2 separate regions of the Sus scrofa genome follow, and region 1 is linked to region 2. A link is a contact called in public HiChIP or PLAC-seq data. All regions are on one chromosome and are shown on one strand. Each heading gives the region's core, a stretch centred on a gene start, on an enhancer-like site or on the middle of the called end of the contact. The rest is flanking DNA. Distances are from core to core; before and after follow the strand shown. Region 1 holds the start of GALNT15 (polypeptide N-acetylgalactosaminyltransferase 15). Region 2 overlaps BTD (biotinidase).

Region 1 (7,048 bases), core at 150-2,649, 450 kb after region 2:
TGTCTCACCCGCCCCATGGGCCTCCCTGCTTCTGCCCTGTTCTCCCCCACGGTCTAATCTCAACACAGAAGCCAGAGTGATCCAGTTAAAATCCAAGTCGATTGTGTCTGTTGTGTGCTTACAACACTCCAAGGGCTTCCACCTGACTCAGAGGAAAAGCCAGAATCCCTAAAATGCCCTGCAAGGTCCCCCGTCACTCCCCCCTCTTACTGTTCTTGTTTCACTCCTACTGTTCCCACTCTGTTCCAGCCACACTGGCCCTCTGCAGGCCCGCAAAAGGCCAGGCAAAAATCTCACCTCAGGACATTTGTACTTGCTGTCCTCTCTGTCCCCAGTTCTCTCCATACTGTACTGCTTGTCTTCCTTACACAAATGCTTCTGGGAACACTTGCTCACAGTGTCAACTGTCAACCCCTAACCCAAGCTCCCCAGCTTCCTTCCCTGCTTTATTTTCCTCCTTAGCTTTTATCACCATCTGTCCCCACTGTATATTTTATTTATTTATTTTTATAATTTCTTTCTTTTCTTTCTTTTTGCTTTTTAGGACCACATCTATGGCATGTGGAAGTTCCCAGGCTAGGGGTCCAATCGGAGCTGTAGCCGATGGCCTACACCACAGGCACAGCAACACAGGATCCCAGCTGAGCTGCGTCTTTGACCCACACCACAGCTCACGGCAACTCCAGATCCTCAACCCACCCGCGAGGCCAGGGATCGAACCCGTAACCTCGTGGTTCCTAGTCAGATTTGTTTCCCTACGCCACGCCGGGAACTCCCCCTGCCCAGGATAGATTTAACACATAGCGGCCGCGCATTAATATTTCTCGGTTGAATGAAGGAAGTTTACAGTCGAAGGAGAGGGCCCCTCCTCTTCTGTCGTCCCCCGCCCCTCCCCCCATTGGCTCAGAGGCCGGTACAGAGCTGGCATTCGGATGCTCCTGTGGGTAGGAGGGGCTTGTTGCAAGAGCGTTTCCCCAAGCACCCCTCCTTTTCAGAAGGGTGAGGACCGGGGTGGGGGGTGGGGAGGGAAGAAAGGGGAACCCCAGCCAGCAGCTTGGGAGGCTGAGCATGCAAAGAGCCAACCAGCTACCTGAATTTCCACTACCCGTACTGCCTTTCTGAAATCAGGAGGGGATACTCTTTCCTGCCCTTTTGGGTGGGGAAAGAAGCCTCGCTGTGGAATAGATTCAAATCAGAACTCCTCGGATGCTCCTGTTGGGTTTGGTCCTAGCAGTGACGGCGTTTGTTTTCCCCGTAGTCGCCTTCCTGGGGTTGCGCAAAGCCTAGGAACAGGGAGGGCATTAGGACCGGGAGCGAGGCGAGCGCACGCCCGCCCGCGTCTGGCAGAGCCTCGCAGCCGGCTGTATGAGGAGCTCTGTGTGAAAGGAAATCAGGCGCTACTTGCCGGCTCCACATCTGTTGAACCGACCTGACTTGAAGGGTCCAAAGGAGGACAGCTGTCAGCTCTGCGGGACTGAGGACCCATCAGCTCCCCTCATACATCTTATAGCCACCTGACCACGCATACAAGGGGGAAAACGAAACACGTGGGACTAGACCCCTGAGCAAAATGAAATCATTATTTTTCCCCCCAAAAGGAAAGGGGCATCAAAGGGGGGCAAACAGTTCAATTTGAAGTCCCTGTGAATGGTCTTTCGGAAGGCAATTGACATTTGCTCAGAGAGCATTTGTGGTGGGATTGAGTCCGCGGCTTTCTCGGCTTTCTGGTTGTAAGTGGAAGCCGGTCTTACGCTGCCGGCAGATGTCAGTCGGGACGGGAGAAGGAGCAGATTAAGTGACTGGCAAAAACAAACAAACAAACTTCCAGGTAGACCCAGGAAGCCAGGTTCTGCTGCCAGCTTGAAGGAACCTGGAGCAGGAGGCGAAAGTGAACTTGAACATGACTTGTTGCATTTGGCAAGTTCCAGCAACATGTTCGTAAGGAAGCGAGGCAGGCACGGACCCTGCAGACTGCAGTTCCTGCTGCTCCTCCTGATGCTGGGATGCACGCTGCTGATGCTGGAGGTGCTGCACCCTCCCCCGCACGCCCGGCCCCCGGTTGTCACGGCCCAGGTCGCCGAACGCAGCCCCGAAGCCGGGTACCGCCTGAACTTTGGGGAATCTCAGGAGTGGGTGCTGGAGTCCGAGGATGAGGACCAAGAGTACGGCCCCCTGGAGGGCCTGCCACCCTTTATCTCCCTGAGGGAGGATCAGCTCTTGGTGGCCGTGGCCTCGCACAGGGCCAGAAGGAACCAGAGCCAGGGCAGGAGAGGTGGCAGCTACAGGCTCATCAAGCAGCCGAGCAGGAGGCAGGACGAGGAGGTCCGGGAGAGGGACTGGGGGGCTGAGGAGGAGGATGGGGAGGCATCTGAAGAGGAGCTGACCCTACGAGGCCTGGAGGAGGCGCTCAGTGCCCGCATCCCCCTGCAGAGGGCGCTGCCTGAGGTACGGCATCCGCTGTAAGTAAGGCCCTTGCTTCCTCTTTTTCGGTGCTGGAGAGCAGCCGGCAAAGTCCGGCTGAAGCCTTGCAGAACTCTGACTCCATTGTCTCAGGGCAGCGCTTCCCCAGGTGTGGTCCCTGGACCAGCAGCCGCGGCATCGCTTGGGGACTTGTTAGAGATGCTGAGGCAGAAATCCTGGGTGGGGTCCAGCGATCTGTCTCTAACCAGCCCTGCTGATTGATGAAAACCACTGTCCCAGAGACAGAAAGGAGGAGCCCCTCCTTGTCCCCTCTCTTACCCGTCCTGGGTTCTAGTCCTTCTGTCTCTGGATTGTCACGTCAAATTGCTTTATCTCTGTAATGTAGAGGGGGCTGGGAGGGGATGTTCTCCAAGACACTTCTAGTTGTAATACTGACTCCAGCATATGTTGATCTTTTGAAGGTTGTGCTTTTTTTTGTTTGTTTGTTTGTTTGTTTTTGTTTTCGGATGAAAAGAATAGTCACAGCTAACAGTTATGTGGCTCTTGCCGTGTACCTGGCTTTAATCAAAGAACTTTTCATGTATTAACTCATAAGTCCTTACAGCTCTGCAGGATGGTGCTAGCACTATCATTATGCCTATCTTATAGGTATGAAAATAAGGCACAGAGAGGCCAAGTGACTTGCCCATAGTCACACAGCTAGTAGGTACCGAAGTAAGCATTCACTCCAATCTGCCTGAACCCCCTCCTTTATGACCCCCTCTATGACCTCCACTAGACTAAGGGGACTGTTCCAGGACCCAGGAGCTAGAATACCGAGCTGATGCAGCCTGACCTGGCAGAGTGGCCCTACCCCCAGAAGGCAAGCTGGGAAGTATGATGACCTGCAGGCTGTGCCCAGGAAAATGGTGGGCTCATCCTGGAAACCCCCTGCCTTCCCCATCATCACCATGGCTGGCCCAGAAGAGAGGTCTAGGCACCAGCCTCCAGGGACAAGGCAGCCAGATAGTTGGGTGGTCTAGGTCCCTCCCTTAAAAGCACTGCTCTTCCCAGAGCCAAAGAGTTCCTGGAAAGCAAACCCACCCTCCACCCCTCTGGGTGGGAGGATCAGGCTAGAACAGCAGTTGGGAGCAGGACCACATATCCCTCAGGTCCCTGGTGGGGTCCCTCTGAGCCTAGTCACTCAGCCCCTCTTTGTCAGGGATATGGAGAGGCAGTCACAGGAAGGGGTAGCCTCCTTAGACTGTGTACTGTGGTCACAGCCCTGCTGTTCCAACTCCAGGTCTTGGCTGAAACAGCTCTTTTCAGGAAACTCCCAGAGCCAGCCAGGCCCACCCCATTGCAGTTTTGTGCTCTCCACAGCCTTAATTCATAATACTCACTACGACTGAGGCTAAATGGTCATTGTTGTGTTGGTTTATTCTGTGCCTGCTTCCCTTGACCTACAGTGAACCCATCATCTCAACTGGCGGTAAAAAAATGATTGCTGAATGAATGAATAGATCATTTTCCAATTCTTTTGATACATCTTTTCATTGGCCTAGAGCAAGAATGTCTTGCCAATTGGAAACACTGCCTCCATCAGAAAGTCTCTGGCTCCCAAAGCTGTGAATGTATGTGTGTATGCATGCATGTGTGTGAATTGCATAAGCCATGGGTGCTTTGTATTGTGCTTGTATTCAGTGGATGCTGTGCATATGTGTTGTGTGTAGTGTATTAGTGTGCCTGGTGCCTAGGTATGCTGTGGTGCTGGTTGTGTGGTGTGTTGTCACATGTGCATGTGTGTCCTCGATGTGTTAATATTCATGTATGTGTGCATTGAGATTGCATGGCTTGTGCATGTATCGTATGTGTTGTGTACGTGGCATAATGCCTGTGTGTTGTGATGTGGTGCCTGGGTTGCCTGCTTTTGTTTTTGTTTTTTTTTTGGTGGCACATGTGTGCATGCAGACTGCGACTGTGCTGCATGTGTATATGTGCTTGTGTGTATGGTGTCTTATCCATGCATTTTGTGAGTGGTGTGAAGTGCATGGGTGTATTATGTGCGTTGTGCACGTGGTGTGATGTGCACCCCATACTGTGCTTGTGTGCATGTGTGTGTGTTGTGATGTACAGCTTCTTTGGCATGTTTGTGCGACCCATGTGCACATGTATTTGGTGTGCGTTGCACACGTGCATCGTGTGAGTGTGCTGCATGTGTGTTGTGGTATATGAGTACATTTACAAGTATGCTGTGTTATGCTTGTGGCACGAAGCGCATATGTGGGTATATTTGTTGTGTGTGTGATGTGCACGTGTGCAGGTGTGTGTATGTGCGCACCACATTGGTAGGTGCCTCTCCCAGCCGGGGTGACCAACTCAGCTCAGTTCCTGGCTGGAAACCCCTTGGTCCAGGTAAACGGGGCCAGTTGGTCTCCCCGCCCCCAGCTTGGCTCTGTATGGAGGTATGCGGCTCCCTCTGCTGGCCAAAGTCTGTCACTGCATCCTGTGTTGCCCAGCCCTGGACCCCAGGAACCCCCTTCCAAGAACGCAGCAGGCACCAGCATTGCCCTTTCCTGGCACTGCTCCAGGATGCACAAGAGATTCTGTGAAAAGTAATGCAAAAACACCCCCAGCCCTCCTTCCAGGGTGTCAGGACATTTCTGGTGGTGCTGAGTGGAGGGGATAAACATGTAGATGGATTAAAGAGAAGAGCAGGATAGAGCCGAGGACTAGGATTGACTCAGCCCTTCAAAGCTGCTGTCAAAAAGGAGTGTGGAGAGGAACAAGCCTTGCCCATTCAGCCTCTAGTGTCATTGGCAGCTTTCGGTGCTCTTCCTGGCCATCTCTCCATCATCCTGGCATATGGTGTAGGGAGACGGAGGGCTAGGAGCAAAGAGGCTTCCGATTGAGAAAGTGCTTTGTGATCTCTATGTCTGTCTGTCTGTCCATCCCAGCAGTGACTCTCAGGCTTGAGTGTGCATCACTACGCCTAGAGCTCTCATTAAAACGCGGAGTCCTGGTCTCCACTCCTCTCCTTTCTGACTCAGAAGGTCTTGGGTGGGGCCCAAGGATTGATTTCTCCAAGTTTCTGGGTGATGCTGATAGTGCTGGTCTGAAGACACTCTCTATGCCTGTTTGCAGAGAGCATGCTTCTCAAATTTCATCGTGAATGCAAATCTGCTAGGCATCTTGTGAAAATGCAGAGTATGATGTAGTTAGCCAGGGGTGCAGCCCAAGATGCCACATTTCTATCAGGCTCCCAGCTGGTACCAGCACTGCTGGTCCACAGACCTCATGTTTGAGCAACAAGGGGCTACATCACTGTTTCCTCAAAGTATGTGCATATCAGATTCCTGCATGTGCTTGTTTCCGACCCCATCACTAGATACTCTGTAGTTCTGAATTGGAGCCCAGCAATCTGACTTTTTAAAAGCTGAAGCTAAACAATTTGGGGAACAACTGGTAGAGATGGTGAGTGGAGAGGTAGTGGGGCTCTGGAAGTTTCCATGGAGGAGGTAGTTCTGGGATTGAAAAATAGAGGCAGAAAGGAACATAGTCCCTTCATGGCGCAGGGTTTTGTACTTAAGCACAAATGTCAGTGAAGCCATAGCTGGCTGTATGCTCCCTGCTTGTGCCAACTTGTATTTCCTGTTTGACCTGTGTTTCCCTGGTTTGTATGCCTGCAACTATGACTAAATCATATACCCGTAGAGCAGTGGACCCCGAGTTGAATTCTGACTCCACCCCTTCCTGTGTGATCTTGTGCAATCACTCAACCTCACTGAGCCTCAGTTTCCCCAACTGTAAAATGGCAACGATAACACCTTTGCAGAAAGCTGCAGATAAAAGAAGACGAAATGTCTGCCGATCCCCCCAGTGTTCAAATCCAAACAGAAGATGCTCTTAACGTGTTCTCGAGTATAGGACCTGAGGGTGAGTTGGAAAGAGAGAGGAAGGTTGAGGTGGGCAGTGCACATGACGTCATTGTCCTTTCTCTGATCCATGAGTTGTTTCCTGCCCCCTCGGGCTGCTCAAGCATCACAAACTAGGAGGCACATTGGAATTATCTGGAAGTCTTAAAAACAACTCCTATTGGGGTTCTCCTGGTAGGGATTCTTATTTAGTTGGTCTGGACTGAGGCCTGAGTGTCCCTGGGTAGTTCCAATGGGCAGCTGGGGCTAAGAACCAGGCAGCTGAGGCTGAGATCCAGGGCTGCAAGGTACCAGGCGTTTCCCCGTTTCCTTTCCCCATCTTCTTCTTTGCTTCCTCCACTCCTTGCCCCAGAGGCCACTGTGGGAGCAGCTTTGTTGTCAAGGAGGAGGGTATGTTATAGTCCACATGGTCAGGTCAGTTCCTGCCAGGTATCAGCCCCTCAGGATGGCTTTGGCACCTGGGCTGAAAAGAACAAAGAGGCAGCTGAAACAGCATCAATAAATCTAAGCCAGCGGGCTCACCCCTGGGGTGGGGCTGGAGGTTAGGAAGGGGAGAGAGCAGGGGCAGGAATAGCCTGGGGCAGAGAGGGAAAGCCACACAGTATGTCTGGGGCCTGGCTGGCCGGGTAACAAAGGGGACCCATAACACCAAGCTTTCAGCCCTCAAGTCCAGCATCACCATGGCTGGGGACAGTGCCTCCTCTGGACTCCAA
Region 2 (6,842 bases), core at 2,421-4,920:
AGAGCAAATCCCCACGTGGGTTCATGGTACTCAGATTGACCACAGGGTGGCAGTAGCGAGCCTGAAGGCTCAGTCTTGGGCTCTTTTTCTCTGCACAGCAAAGTGAAGAAAAGAGCCTTCCATTAAACACCTGGACGTTTCAGGGAGAGGTTTGGTCTTAAATATGAAGATAGTTCCCATTTGAGGAGAAGAAAGATGACTTATTTAAAGTTCAAGTGTCACGATTCTTTGATTGCTCGTGTGGTATTCTAAGTGAATTACTCCAGTCAACAAAAAATGGGCCCCAGTCAACAAAAAATGGGCCCCAGTCAAAGGCCTGGGCCCCAGTTACACTTGTTTTGTTTTATTTTTTCCACTTTTTAAAGTATAGCTGTCTTAGAGAATTGCACCCAGTTACACTTCTGTATATCACTCTCTTTTTTGGAAATAATAGCTGGAATGTTTTTAAAGGAGAAATCGCAAGGTACCATTTCAGCCCAGAGTTCCTAATAATTTACCCACTGCTCCACATGAATTCAGCCTTGTACCTTGGCATCACCCTCAGGTGCCACCTGACACGGCCTCCTGAGTCAAGGTGGAAGACGCCTTGCTTGGAGCTTTTTGAGCTCCAGCATTGTGGGGCTTTCCACTGTTCCAGGGCCAGTCATGGACAGACTCAACTTCTAGCCTCAGCAAGGGCAGAGGCAGAGAACAAGAAGCTCTCTGGGAAATCATGGTCTCTTTGGGGTTTCTTTAAATTCAGATTATGTACTTTTTTTTTTTTTTTTTTTTTTTTTTTGGCTGTGGAAGTTCCCAGGCCAGGGATCAAAGCTTCGCCACAGCAATAACCCAAGCTGCTGCAATGACAATACTGGCTGCACCACAGGGGAACTCCCAGATTATGGAAATTAGATGGAGATGGGGTTATTTCTCCCCTTATATAAAAAGGAGTATGTATTAAATAAGGAAATCACAAAATTCATGAGTATAGGTTTAAAGCTATTTGGAACTTAGCCTCCTGTCAGAAACACATAGAGGCACACATGGTGCTCGCTCCTTATGACTTAGGCCCCTCAGATTTGTTCCACAGGATGTGACATTTCCTCTGCCCACTTTTCCTGCCTCTTTCCCAGTCATGGGACTCTTATTCTCCCTGACAAGTAAAGAGTGACAAGATCTTTTTTAAAAAAGATCAGTAGGTCTAAATATAAAATTTTAAATGTATATACCTGCCTCTGAAATTATCTTATTAAGGATACCTTCATAATAATCCTTTCATTTCATTGCAAAAGACACTATTGTAATAGCATGGCTAGGAAGGAAACACAGCTAATTATCAAGATGAATCATTTGGCAAGAAGGAGAAAGTTCCCTGTGTGTAAAAATATCTAGTGATTGACATGTTATCAAATTTCCACAAAGTGGATTTCCATGCCATTTAGACCTTGATTTCTTTTCCCCATAGATCACAAGAACCTTCCTGACCAGGATTCATGTCGGATAAATAACATGTTCCCTTATGAGTGAAAAGCAGAGGCTTCTGTAAGGCAGTTAAAAGACCAAGATGCTAGGAGTTCCCTGGTGACTCAGCAGGTTAAGGATAGGACTTGTCACTGCTGTGGCTCAGGCCATTGCTGTGGGGTGGTTTGATCCCTGGCCTGAGAACTTCCACGTGCCTCAGGCATGCCCCACCTCCTCCAAAAAAAGATCAGCAGTGCTCTCCCCACCCCACCGCTGATTTCAGCATCATTCCTGTCCGTTCCCTCACTCTGCAGGCCCTGGGGAGTCACTGGGTGATTCTGAGCAGGGGAGCGTCTGGATTGACTCAGGCTTTCACCAGATCTCAAAGGCTGCTCCAAAGAGATGGGACTGGAGGAGGGTGGGGCCGTTCTTTCCCTCTGACTTCGAATTTCTTCAGCCTTTCCTGGTCCCTGGGCTCCAGCGCACTGCTGTCCTTGCTGTTTCTTGAATCCCCGAAAGCTCTCACTTGGGCCTTTTGACCGAGCAGTCCTCTGCCCGGAACCCTCATCCCCCAGGTATCCAGGGCCTCCTCACAGATACCTGCACCCTCCCCCATCTCTATCTCTTCCTAGTACTTACTGCCATCTGACATACCAGGTACAGAACTTCCTGAGTTCATGATGGGGTTAATATCCCAACAAACCCACCGTACGTTGGAAATACCATAGTTCAAAATGCATTTACTACACCGAGGCTACCAAACATCCCAGTTCAGCCAGGCCCACCTTACATGGCCTCAGAACATTCCCATCAGCCTGAAGTGAGTGGGGCAGAACCCTCTAACACAAGGCCTGTTTTGCAACAAGGGTCGAGGAGTTCCCTGGTGGCTCAATGGGTTAAGGATCTAGTGTTGTCACTGCCGTGGCACAGGTTCGGTCTCTGGTCCAGGAACTTCCACATGCTTCAGGCACGCCAAAAAAAAAATCCCCTCTCCCCCCAAAACCCCACAAAGGGTTGACTATCTCATGGAATTTCTGGAGGTCTGTACTTAGAGGGGAAAAGAGGATGGGATGTGGGCCCAAATGGTGGTCAGTGTGTTGGTTGTTCACCCTTGTGTCTGGAGGCCATGGCTGCCCTGCCCAGCATCAGAGATGGGGTTGCACTGCACGTCGCTCACCCAAGAAAGGTCCATATACTAACTTCTGGGTACGGTTTCTACTGAATGCATGTGGCTTCTGAGCCATCATGAAGTCAAAGCGTCCTAAGCAGGGGGCTGTTTGTGTTTGACTGTGTCAGTCTCCCCATACATGGGGGAGGGGTCCGCTGGGAAGGGCTGGGTGCCTTCCCGGCTGGGTCCCTAACACCCACACCAGGTGGAGCCCTGGCACGTGTCACATGCATGTCCCAGTGAGCGCCTCCCAGCCCCCGTCTTGGTGGAGGGCATGAAGCAAAGTGTGGAAGCACACTGTCACCTCAGTGGGGCCTTCCTGGAGTTTAGCCTTGTGTCAGATGCCCTGTGGTGGAAGGATGTTCGTAGCCACGTTTTCCAGGCTGCACACACACCTCCAGCCACCATTCTGTTTATGGGCCAGGCCCTGGCCAGCGCTGCAGGTGGATCAGTTGCTGGATCCCCAAAACCCTCATGACTTCCGGGGCCATTATTCCTGGGGAGCCCCCCAAGCCCCCTTGCACTTGGTCCCGAGCCGGCACCAGGCCACTTTCCAGCCTGCGCCCAGGCCCCTCTAAGCCCCTGGCCTTGCTCGGTCCTTCCTGCGGCTGCTGCGTGGTGCCACATAAAGAGGGAAGACCAGAGTTTGCAATTTGGTTAAAACGTCTGCGGTTTCACCACTCTTCAGCGAGGGCACACTCCTGTGCCTATTTTCATCATCATGACTCATCCTCTCCTCCCTTACCAGGCTGGCTTCTCTCTCACGTGAATACTGGCAAGAATCCGCATAGCCTTTTCTTCCTGACCTGCCTCTGTTCAGGCAGAAATGATGGCCCCTCACAGCTCTCCTACCAGGCTCCTTTTGTAAATAATCTAAACGTATTTTCTCAAAGTAGAAAGAAAGGTGCTATATTGCCGGTCCCACAATGTCCTTGTTTTGCTGGATTGCAAGTCCCTGAGATTTAAACAAACGTTCTCTGTCCCCAAATCGGTACCGTGCAGCTCTGAGCTGAAAAGGGAGGACAGTGTCAATGCCACTCCTGGCTCCAGGACCCCTGACCCCCCCCAACCGTGCCCTGGTTCGTGGGCTCCCTCCACCCCCACCCCCTCCATCCCTTAATGAGGCCACAGCCTTATGCTTTAGAAATACTGTGAATATGACTGAAGATAAAAGTCTCCCCCCTCACACCACCCCCATTATCATTATTCTGAAACCAGAGATGAAGTGGAAAACAGATTTTGAGACTTTAAAAATTATTCCTTGCTGTTCTTCAGCGGCAAAATTCAGATAAGAAAGCTTATCAATTCTACTTTTGTTTCTACTCAAAATCTCATGACTGCTCACTCAAAGGCCCCTTGTTTTCATCTTCAAACACAGTTCACAGTGTCCCGGATGGATGGCAGCCTGTCCTGGGCTCTGGTATTTGGATGGTACGTTTATTCCCTGGGGGAGGAAGTAACAGTTTGAGATGGGGCAGGGCTGGGGTGCCGGGGCACGCTGATCATGCTGAGAAGTCTGAGTTTGCCAGGATTCTGATGGAGCACTCCAGTTCCGTGGTCTGTTGCTGAAAATAATTATGGTTGCTTTTGTTCCTGGAACTTTTGAGAGAAAAAGCAATGTGCAGTGGCTTGGAGAGTCTAGTTTTCAAATGCAAACATGGGTTCTGAGTAGACTTGGCCAGGGTGTCATTTTCTCTTTAAAGAGAAAATGGTTCCTCAATTTGTCTCTGTTGTCTTGATGTTTGTTTGGATTCCCAGGGCGGCTAGTCAGCCTGGGCGCTTGGCCTCAGAGCAGGGGGCCTGACCGTGGCACACCACCTGGGAAGTCTGTGTGCCAGGGGAGGGGCTTCAGCCAGGAGGCCAGGCTGATTTTCAAGGCGGAACTGGACTCTTCACTCTAAAACACCTAGTACACAGAACTATTAGAAATTAAAATTCCTATTCTGGGGGGGTGGAAAAAGGCACACAGAAGTGTCACTGTCAGAGGTATGATTTGCTTCAAATCTTTTATGGTAGGAGCTGCAAAGCTGAGTTTACTTTCTAGAAGATTGCATTTGGTTACTGAAAAAGGATTTTTATTTTATTTTGCTTTTTAGTGCCAAAACCTGTGGCAGTTGGAAGTTCCCAGGATAGGAGTCAAATCCTAGCTATAGCTGCTGGGCTGTACCACAGCCATAGCAATGCCAGATCCTTAATCGACTGAGTGAGGGCAGAGATCGAACCCGCATCTTCATGGATACCCATCAGATTCTTAACCTGCTGAGCCACAACAGGATCCTGCAAGAGGATTTTATTTCCAAACTAGTATGCTTGTTTTTCCCAAGAGTCTTGGAGTCCAAGAGAGTCCAAGAGTCTTGGAGTGGGGAAAAGTCATGTTTTAATGGGAAGACTTCTTTTGACTGTCCATAAAATGGCATTTAAGTAGAGGTCAGCAGTTTCTCTGCACCAGATTAAAGAATGTTGGAATAACCTGGTGGCTTAGTGGGTTAAGGACACAACGTTATCACTGCTGTGGTGCAGGTTCAGTCCCTGGCTGGGAAACTTCCACATGCCACGGGCATGCTCCCCCGACTCCCCAAAAAGAATGTCGTGCTGTGTAAAGGGAGGTTTGCCCTTTATATTCATTACTAACCAAAGGCTAGTGATCCATCAGGTTTTTGTGGCTAGGATAGCTGAGCTGTATTGTTATCACAGCTGTCATAGCTGTGGATTGTTTGTGCGTATGGAGGGCAGGTGGTGGGCTGTGGACTATGTCACCGAATTATGTAAAATAATGAGAATAGTTACTTTTGCCCAAATCCGAGGCGCACAGCTAGAAGAGTGACTGCCATCCTGCTGGGGAAGAACATTGTGGCAAACACCGGGTCTGTTTTGAAATGTTCTAAAACCAGACCATTAACACAGTGAGGCATTTTAAAAGCTAACTCGCTACGTGTTTGGAGAGAAACACATAGCCTCTTATTAGGAACATGAAACAAACCTTTGAGCATCACAGCGGGTGAGTTTAATTGCCGGGATTAATAAATCACAGCTGTGAAAGTTGAAATCTTGGCAGGACCCGTGACTCAGCTGTCTTCTCCTTGCCTCGTTACATTCTAGATTCCTGATCATGTCCGGAGCCAGTCGTCAGCTCGCCCTCTTCCTGTGTGTCTGCAGCGTGGCAGCCTTGGGGGTCCAGGCTGAAGATGCCCAGTACGTGGCTGCTGTGTATGAGCACCGGTCCATCCTCAGCCTGGACCCGCTGTCCCTCATCAGCCGCACACAGGCCTTGGAGCTCATGAACCAGAACCTTGACATCTATGAACAGCAAGTGATGATCGCAGCTCAAAAGGCAAGCTGTGCTCCTGGGGCCTCGTGTCCACTGCTCATCAGCCCTTGGCCGGTGGGCCCTGCAGCTCCCTGGGAAATGGGCTCCAGGGGTAAAGCTGAGTTGAATGAGTCCCATTTGCTAGAGGGTGGTCCAAGGCCCATTAGCATCAGGAGCCCCTCCCGACCCTGGACCTGCTGAGTCAGAATCTACATTTTAGCAGGATCTCCAGGTGATGCTTCTCCTCCAGTCTGGGAAGCCCAGGGCCAGACCTTGGGTTCTCACACATGGCTGGGCCAAGGGAGTGCTTGGCTGCCTGTAAACAAAAGTGGGTGCCCAGCTCCTAGGCCGGCAGAGTCGGCTGGGGTACAGGCTGGATTTTTTTAAGACTCCCCAATGCATTCAAAGGGGCAGAAAATTTGAAGGCCACCAGGCACAATGGCCTCTCAAGCTCTCCAAGTGGTAAATGGCCCCAGGGTGGCTGGTGGCTGCCTCCCAGTTCCGTGGGGCTCTTTTGGTCCTTGTGCCTGAACAGCCTGAGAACTCAGTCCAGACAGAACCAAGCCCAGTGGACAGAGGGCCAAGGCATAGCCTTTACAAAGGCTTCCTGCGTGGCCACATCCCTACTCCTGCCAGGAATGGTGGGGAGGTGTGGGCACCAGAATTTACTGTAGGAAAATGGTCTGTGGGAGAGACCTCTGGCCTTTAACCCTGGGGGTGGGGGCAGCCCTGCGCTGCTTAAGGAAGCCATGCCTCGCCTGCACAGGAGGCGGACTATGTACAAGCAGAAGAGCCCCACATATGTGAGTTCAGAGGGCAGACTGGTCATGCCAAGAGGTCCTGCCAACACTCTGTCTTCAATCAAGGTGGCCAGGACTGCCTGGACAGCCAGGTCCACCGTACACTTAAAATCTAGCCTGTAGTATA

What was found. HiChIP or PLAC-seq counts read pairs in DNA pulled down with a chosen protein or histone mark.
Region 1: an H3K27ac HiChIP or PLAC-seq map of skeletal muscle shows a contact between it and region 2, with 11 times the contacts expected there. The contact joins the promoter of GALNT15 here to the enhancer-like site in region 2. A contact is called at or near these places in 8 of 47 Hi-C or Micro-C datasets (embryonic fibroblasts, epiblast stem cells, fetal skeletal muscle and 5 more) and 1 of 2 datasets of contacts at active chromatin or transcription factors (skeletal muscle).

The regions. Positions count from the first base shown.
Region 1 is chr13:3,328,690-3,335,737 of Sscrofa11.1, forward strand. GALNT15 (polypeptide N-acetylgalactosaminyltransferase 15) reads left to right here and starts at 1,400. Exons shown (of 10, transcript NM_001206447.1): 1 at 1,400-2,459. The coding sequence starts at 1,933.
Region 2 is chr13:2,876,996-2,883,837 of Sscrofa11.1, forward strand. BTD (biotinidase) reads left to right here. Exons shown (of 4, transcript XM_013981377.2): 2 at 5,708-5,939. The coding sequence starts at 5,718. Among named protein-coding and RNA genes, the nearest start is that of HACL1, 40 kb to the left of the region's middle. Within about 2 kb of position 3,671, at least 27 of the 83 cell types and tissues checked have an H3K27ac peak or open chromatin away from gene starts, as enhancers often do. A contact at or near this core is called in mesenteric adipose tissue, omental adipose tissue, retroperitoneal adipose tissue and 1 more, where this site is marked.